2 separate regions of the Mus musculus genome follow, and region 1 is linked to region 2. A link is a contact called in public HiChIP or PLAC-seq data. All regions are on one chromosome and are shown on one strand. Each heading gives the region's core, a stretch centred on a gene start, on an enhancer-like site or on the middle of the called end of the contact. The rest is flanking DNA. Distances are from core to core; before and after follow the strand shown.

What was found. HiChIP or PLAC-seq counts read pairs in DNA pulled down with a chosen protein or histone mark.
Region 1: an H3K27ac HiChIP or PLAC-seq map of embryonic stem cells shows a contact between it and region 2, with 5 read pairs. The contact joins two enhancer-like sites. A contact is called at or near these places in 3 of 484 Hi-C or Micro-C datasets (CD8 T cells, hematopoietic stem and progenitor cells and pre-B cells), 2 of 115 datasets of contacts at active chromatin or transcription factors (embryonic stem cells and large pre-B cells) and 1 of 9 other capture datasets (embryonic stem cells).

What each region holds. Positions count from the first base shown.
Region 1 is chr6:136,998,776-137,002,775 of GRCm38.p6, forward strand. No RefSeq gene overlaps it. Among named protein-coding and RNA genes, the nearest start is that of Gm30055, 20 kb to the left of the region's middle. Within about 2 kb of position 1,471, at least 22 of the 459 cell types and tissues checked have an H3K27ac peak or open chromatin away from gene starts, as enhancers often do. A contact at or near this core is called in embryonic stem cells, where this site is marked.
Region 2 is chr6:136,556,489-136,560,448 of GRCm38.p6, forward strand. It overlaps Atf7ip (activating transcription factor 7 interacting protein), which reads left to right. Exons shown (of 15, transcript NM_019426.2): 2 at 3,276-3,960. The coding sequence starts at 3,283. Among named protein-coding and RNA genes, the nearest start is that of Atf7ip, 40 kb to the left of the region's middle. Within about 2 kb of position 2,338, at least 20 of the 459 cell types and tissues checked have an H3K27ac peak or open chromatin away from gene starts, as enhancers often do. A contact at or near this core is called in embryonic stem cells, where this site is marked.

The DNA of each region.
Region 1 (4,000 bases), core at 221-2,720, 440 kb after region 2:
TTTTTCTTGTATGTATGTGTGTATGCCTTGTATACCGGTAACCACAGAAACCAGAAGGGAATATCTGATCTCTTGGAGCTGGAGTTACACTGAATGCTAGTGTCAGATATACAGAGGAAGGTTGGCTGAGATCAGGAGAGTCCTGAAAGTCTTGGTTTGGTGTGGAGTGAAATACACACTAGCCAGCATGGCCACACAGTAATTAGTATAAGTATAAAAAGAGGGGAAGAGATGGGTTAATGGGTTAAAAGGTTGGTGTATCTTCTAAGATGACCACTCTAATGGCAACATCACATTGAGAATAGTATTAAGATGTGAATGATGATGATAAATGAGCTATCCCCACTGGTTTGAAAACCCTACAGTGTACTGGGAAGGAAGAATTCTTGCCCGTGAGATAATATGAGTCACATTTTGAATCACTGTGACAAGCATCTGGTGTGTGAAACTTAGAAAGAGAAAAGGTTTGGGATAGCTCTGCTTTAAGTCTCAGATCTTGAGTGATTCGTGCCATTATTCTTGTCCTTTGTCAAGGAAGCACGCTGTGGTAGGAGCTTAGGGATGCAAAACCACTCACCTCATGTCCAGGGAGCCAGAGAATGCAGAATCCCACAACCCCCTTGGACAGCATGTCCCGGATGAGTTAGGACTTGCCTCTAGGCTCAACCTCTTAAAGATCCTATCAGCTTTGTACAGTGTCCCACTCAGTTCTGTCCACACGCATCTGGGGAGCTTTCTAAATCTGTTCCGAAGCCATAGGATATTACCTTTGCTCCGTCTGTCTTCCCAAGAGGGGACTCTGCGGAGGAGTGCACAGGTCTGATGTGAGAATGTAGAGTGACATAACTACTTCCCCCCGGAGTGTGGGAGTGTGACCGAGCACACTTCAGAAGCAACTCTGGGGAGGGTGGTCTTCTTTTGGCTCATGGTTTCAGAGCGATTTCAGTCCACCATGGCAGGATGGCCACTGCTCCCTGTGGCTCTAGAGTGCTGGAGACAAAAGGCAAAGCATTTTACCTGCGAACAGATAGTAAACAGAGAACACAGGCCAGAACCAGGCACAGACAGGTCAAAATCCCCTATTCTCACCAGCCAGGCACCACAAGGTAAAGACGCCTCAGTCCTCCCAAACAGCGCCACCTGCTGGGACTGTCAAAAACACATGCGCTGTGAGCCTTCTACATTCAAACTCTTTTTTTGTTTGTTTTTGGTTTTTTGGTGTTTGTTTGTTTGTTTGTTTTTGTTTTTTCAAGACAGGGTTTCTCTGTATAGCCCTGGCTGTCCTGGAACTCACTATGTAGACCAGGCTGGCCTCGAACTCAGAAATCCGTCTGCCTATGCCTCCCGAGTGCTGGGATTAAAGGCGTGTGCTACCAAGCCCGGCTCTACATTCAAACTCTTAACAAGTGAACACTTCTAAGGGCCCCTTGGAGAATGTAGGAATGGTGGGGAGGGGGATTTGGAACAATGGGAAAGAGCTTTGGACTTTAAATTTCTTACTTAACATGCCAAATGCTTTCCTTCATTTTAAGAGATCTGTTCTATGCCGGGCGTGGTGGCGCACGCCTTTGATCCCAGCACTCGGGAGGCAGAGGCAGGTGAATTTCTGAGTTCAAGGTCAGCCTGCTCTACAAAGTGAATTCCAGGACAGCCAGGGTTATGCAGAGAAACCCTGTCTCAGAAGAGAGAGAGAGAGAGAGAGAGAGAGAGAGAGAGAGAGAGAGAGAGAGAGAGAGAGAGAGAGAGAGAGAGAGAGAGAGAGAGAGAGAGAGAGAGAGAGAGAGAGAGAGAGAGAGAGAGAGAGAAAGCTGTTCTACTTCAACCGAGATGTACAAGGCAGATCGTTGTTAGTTATTTTAAAGCTCTATTGTGTGAGAGCCTTGGCCTCATCTTCTCTACACTGAGCCATATCAGGGGAAATGCTACAGAAAAGAAGTCCGATAAGAGTAATCTCTGCCTCGGGCAATGTTTTTCTGCCAAATCTGAAAGAGAGAGAAAAGAATACATCTCTATCAGGGACAATGAGACAGAACAAATTCACAGAGCTCGGGTCCTTTGTCAGAGACACAGAAAGCAGCAGAGTGAACAGGTGATCCATGATCGCCTTTGACACAACCGAAGCTCTGCTGTAGCCCGGGACTGAGCACGGAATTACACTGGGGTGGGGTTGTGCAAAGGCTCTAAGCTGTCTTGATGTTCCTAGCGCGACAGAATATAATCAGATTCAACAGTGCTCACAAAAGCCAGTTATTGGGAGAGCAATTCAGAGAGATCCCTGTCCGTGCAGGAAGATTAAAGCAGAACTAGGCAGTCCCTGCTCTGCAGCTAGGCTCACCTGGGTGATGGCCTTCAGAAAGACTTTTTCTCCCCCCCCCCCCCGCAAAACTTTTCCTGTTAAGGGGGGGTTCTGCCATAGTTTTCCACCCCAAGTCATTTTCCCTTTTATCCTCATAACAGATAGACATAGTGGCAAGGAGGGTACGCTTAACTGTATTTATCAAAAAAAAAAAAAAAAAAAAAGAAAGAAAGAAAGAAAGAAAGAAAGAAAAGAAAAGAAAAGAAAGAAAAAAAGAAAGCAAAACCTATATAGGCTGTCTCCTCTTGAGTTCAAGGAGTTTGCAATACGATGTAATGGGGGCTGCACTGGAAGTTGGAATGCATTTCACTGCTGCTATACCCTTTGCTTCATTAAGAGAAAGCAAACAGGAGAAAGGAATATGACTTCTCACAGCTCAATGGTGGAGGAAAGTAAATAAGTGGAATGTCTAATGCCCCTGAAATTCGCTGGAGAAAAACCAGTTTCACCACTTCAGCCAAGCTTCTAATTAAATACTAGCCAAGATGGGTTTTGGTCAGCTGAGTTTTGCAGGGGCTTATAAATGGAAAGGCCATGATGTTTTCCCATGAGGCTTTGTTACTTTCTAAGAACTACAACTCCCAGCATTCCAGGAAGTTACTTGGTTCCTGGGTGGGTGGGGCTTATAGGTTAACTTCAGGTTTTACACATGGTCTTCAACTGGTGGTGCTAGAACACCTGACTTTTAAAGTCTGTAGACAGAAGGCTCTGAAGTCACTACAGACATGGGGAGGAGGAAGTTTATTATAGATTCGTGGAGCGAGCATGGGCAGAGTCAGAGCTGCTTGAGAGAGTCTAGAGTTGACATGACTATACTGAGTTGGGGCATGCTGGGAGAGGGTAAAGATGGGAATCAGGTGTAGCAGCAGCAAGGAGCCAAAGGTACAAAGGGGCGGGTAACCAGACTGTCTAGATGATAAGGATGAGCCTGTGGGGGAAGGGCAGCCCAGACCCTAGGCTGGAGAATTCTGGGTAGAGCTCCAGCCATACCCTGTAACAGGTAGGGACTGGCGGATGCTGAGAGACCCTGGAAGCCAGAACCACCTTGCTATGTTAAAGAGGTACCTCCGCCTTTTACCCTGGGTTTGAAACTTAACACAGACTTCACCCTTTATGGCTACCTTTGGAATCATAACACCATTTGCCTACTGTTCTGAATCAGAGAAGGAAGCCTGCAGAGGCTCTGTTTACACCACAGTGATCAAAGTCACCTCACACTTGGCTTCTCGGCACCCGACGGAACTCAGCACACAGAAGTGGGAAGGGCAGGAGTTCAAAGTTATCCTGGGCTACAGTAGCCAATTAGGTTGAAGCCAGCCTGCACTAGAAGAGACCCTGTCTGAGGAAAAACAAACCGGGAACAATACATACATAAGTTTGAAACCCAAGCGCAGCTCCGTGAATCTCATGAGAAGCCCAGTGGTCCAGTCTTTGCTATTGACCACTGTGAATCCGCTGGCTTGCACGTTAACAGCCACGGCTCTGGTAACATTGCTGTAGAAAAACATTTACTCCACAGAGCGGGAGAGTGCAAGGGAACATAAAAAACCAGAAGTGCGAAGCTGAGCCTGCAGCATTTTACCTCTCTGTGACTGTATGCCTGTGCTATGTGCCTGTGCTGTGTGCCTGTGCTGTGTACCTGTG
Region 2 (3,960 bases), core at 1,088-3,587:
GATTATTTGCATTGTGAAAAGTTAAGTATGGTTTTTTTGTTTTTGTTCATTTGTTTGTTTTTGTTGTTTTGAGACAGGGTTTCTCTGTATAGTTCTGGAACTCAGTCTGTGGACCACGCTGACCTCGAACTCAGAGATGATGCCTCTCTCCTCCACACCTAAGCTTTGGAATTAACGGCATGCACCACTACACTGGCTTATGTTTTAAAAATGTTTAATTTTAATGTAAATAATTATAACTCTTGTTTAGGCATAGAATATCTGAAAATGGATATTTCAAAGTTTAAAGGAATAGTACTTCAGTATTTGAACATATTTAAATGGCAGTCACACTACATTTAATATGTTTATTATAGTCAGACTCATGAGTGCTAAGCTTGTGCTGCCTGGCTATAGTTCACAGCATGCATTGGAAGCCCCTGGGTTTTATCTCCTGCCCACAGTTTATGCAGAAAAATGTCCAGGTAACAGGACTTGCAGGTGGAGGAGAAAAGATGCTCGCCGAGTGTAAATCCTAGGCTTAAACAGGACCAGTGGGGGTTTGTTTCAAGGTTTCTGTAAATAGAGTTGAAAGATCATTTTTCTAAGAACTGTACTTTAAATAAAAAGAAGACACTAAGAACTGTTTAAATTATTGACTTAAATTCAGAAGGTGAGTGCAAAGTGTAACATAATCGGGACATTCGTTGACAATGTACCGTGTCTTTAGAGCTGTACTGGTCTCTGACAAATAGGTCAAGCTTTGTATTTATTGAACAACATTCACTATTAACAACTTAGGGTGCTTATTTATTGCAGGTAAGTTATATTAGTAAGGGTGCTAAACGATACAGTGTAGAGTAGATTGTTTTGTGGAATTTAAAAGTAAAGCCTCACTCTTGATTGGGTGATACCAGGAACTAAGTGTATCAATAAAAGAGAGAAAGGGGTGGGGGAGAGAGCATCTATGTGCATACACATGCACATTTACATATGCTTTTGTCTGCCTATAGTTAATCTCTTGCTTTGGTGGTTCTGGGCCCATACCCAGGACCTTCCTTACGCATGCCAGGCAGAACTGCTCTGCAGTGAGCAGGTAGTCTTAGCTCTGTCTTCTTACTTGCTCTTTTGTACTAGCCTTTTGATAACATAAAATTGGTGATATGGGCTGCCTTTGTTTCTCTTGTTATTTTAATATCATTTCACAATTAAATGTAGCATCTTCCTCTTGAAAACCTTTAGCACTCTTGCTTTTTTAGAGTCTTAGTTTTAATTATAAGGTAGTACTGAATATGATCTAATGGATATTCTGTCTGTTCAGGTGGGTCCTCGCTTACTCTTGCTATTGTGTTTATGTGGTAAATCACACGCACACGCACACACACACATACACACGAGCACAGGCACGGGCATATTGTTTTAATTTTACAGACTAGAAGTTGAAAGTGATGCTGTAGTCAAGGCATAGTTCCTTGGATGGCTCTGAGGAAGGATTTGTCCAGACACATCTCCGAGCTGCTTCGAGTTGTTTGGCCTGTGATGGTATAGCTCTTGTTTCACATGGTTTTACTCTGTGCATGCTGAAGTCTCAGAGACATTAATCAGTTTGTACTAAGGCCCATCCTATTTATCCTCTTCTCATCTACAATTTAAGCAGTAAGACTACAGTACCATATTCTCACTCATTTTAAGGAAAAATTGTCAATCAGGCTCTTTTGTGGCCCTGTATAGACCAGGATGCTTCAAGACTTGTTAATGATCAGCCTTGCTTGGCTTTTGGATAGGAATTTTTGATAATGATCATTGGTTGGGTTTTGGATGTGAATTTTTGATAATGATCTTTACCTAGTGATTAGTATTATCTCTTGAAGAAATATTCTGCTTAGTCATTTATAGATAGAAGAAGAGAAAACTATGGAAATTTGAAAATGCTTTAGCAGAAGACAAGCTGTGAGCTGGAAATGTAGCTTGGCAGTTAAGAAAGAATATTGGCTGCTCTCACAGAGAAGCCGGGGTTTGGTTCCCACCCACATGGTGGCTCAGAACTGTCTGTAATACTAGTTCTATAGGATTCACCACCGTTTCCTCACCTCTTCGCATGCATGGACTCGACATAGCTATTTGGTTACATGCACATACAATAAACATAAGCACCTTGGCAAACATTAGATTCATTTGTGTGTATATATTAGGAAAGGTGAAATTTAACGGAGAACCGAGGACTAAGCTTGAACCACAGGGGAAGGACGAAGTGCAGTGCTTAGTCTCAGTTGTCAGGTGACAAGATCTAGACTTCTTGAGAGGTGGGTGGGCCTCTGGGATTTGCCTATGGATGGGTTTATCTTGATTAGGTTAATTATGTAAAAGACCCACCCACTGTGAATGGCCCTGTTCCCTGGGCTGGATGTGGGAAAAAGTAAGAGTGTGCGGGAGTTTGTCATGGCTCTGACTGTGTCTGTGTCTGTGTGTGTGTGTGTGTTTGTGTGTGTGTGTGTGTGTGTGTGTGAGAGAGAGAGAGAGAGAGAGAGAGAGAGAGAGAGAGAGGCATGTGACCAGCCACTTCAACCCCTGCTCATTCAACCTCCCCAACATAATGGGCCGTATTGAACTGTGTTTCAAAACAAATTGCTCTCCCCAAGCTGTTTTTGGTCAAGAGTATTTTATCACATTATCTGAAAAAGTAACTTACCAGATGCAAATTAACCTCATTCAAAAAGTCAAAGCCTTGATATTAGGGGAGAAAGCAGCAACTGCTGGCAGATGCACAGCAGGAGCTTGAGCAGTGAGAAGAGTACATTCTTTGACAAACAGACGTGATGGGACTCGAGCAAGATTGACCAAAAGGAAGAACATATTCAATAGTTTGTAGCTATCACCACAGTGAATGTTAGAACATTTTCATTATTTCAATCCTGTACTCTAAAGCATTTATTTCTTGCCTTCTCCAAACCTGCAAAGGGAGCTGGAGAGCCGGTCCAGTGATTGGTTAAGTGCTGCTCTTTAGACAGTGACTCGGTTTGGTCTCTAGCACCTATTGTTTTCCTGGACTTTTCACGCCCCTGAAGCGGCTCCTTTTTAACTCTTCATTTGCTTCCATTGATGTTCTGGTGTGTGTTGTTTGTCACTTCTGTAGTATGTGAGTAGTAAATATGAGAACTCCGACCGAGTAATTATTAAGGTTTTGTCAGTGTTTTAAATTTATATGATCTAAATTTTACCCTTTTTAATTTTCATTAAGCCTGTAGTTAAATGACTCTTATCTCAGTTTATTAAAATCCTTTTCTTTTTATTTAAAGATTCAGAATGGATAGTGTAGAAGAACCTCAGAAAAAAGTCTTCAAGGCTCGGAAAACAATGAGAGCGAGCGATCGCCAGCAGCTCGATGCTGTGCACAGAGTCAAGGGGGAGCTGCTGAGAGCCGACGGGAAGCTGCTGAACGGGAGCCATGAGAATGGAGACTTGGATCCCACTTCACCCTTGGAAAACACAGATTGTATTCAAGATCGAGAAGAAGTGAATGGTATTGATGGGATTTGTTTTCAGTCAGAAGAAAGTACAACGGAATGGAAAGAGACCCCTTGTATGCCCAATGTTGCTGTAAAAAACAAACAAGAAGATTTGAATAGTGAAGCTTTGTCCCCCAGTATAACTTGTGATCTTTCTTCTAGAGTAACCACTGAACCAGGTTCTGGTAGTCCAGCCTCTGATAACCCAGGCTGTGGTACCCCAGTCTCTGATAACCCAGCCTCCGATAACCCAGCCTCTGACAACCCAGCCTCTGACAACCCAGACTCTGGTGATCTGGCTGCAGGAGAGCTGGCCACTACAGTACAGGCTACTGGTGACTCTGCCTGTGAGGAGCCTCCCTCCAGTGATCCCTCTTCCAGTGATCCCACTTCCAGTGAGCCCTCTTCCAGTGAGCCCACCTGTAGTGAGCCCATCTCTGGAGATCCTGTTTCTGAAGAAGCCGCCTCTCATGAT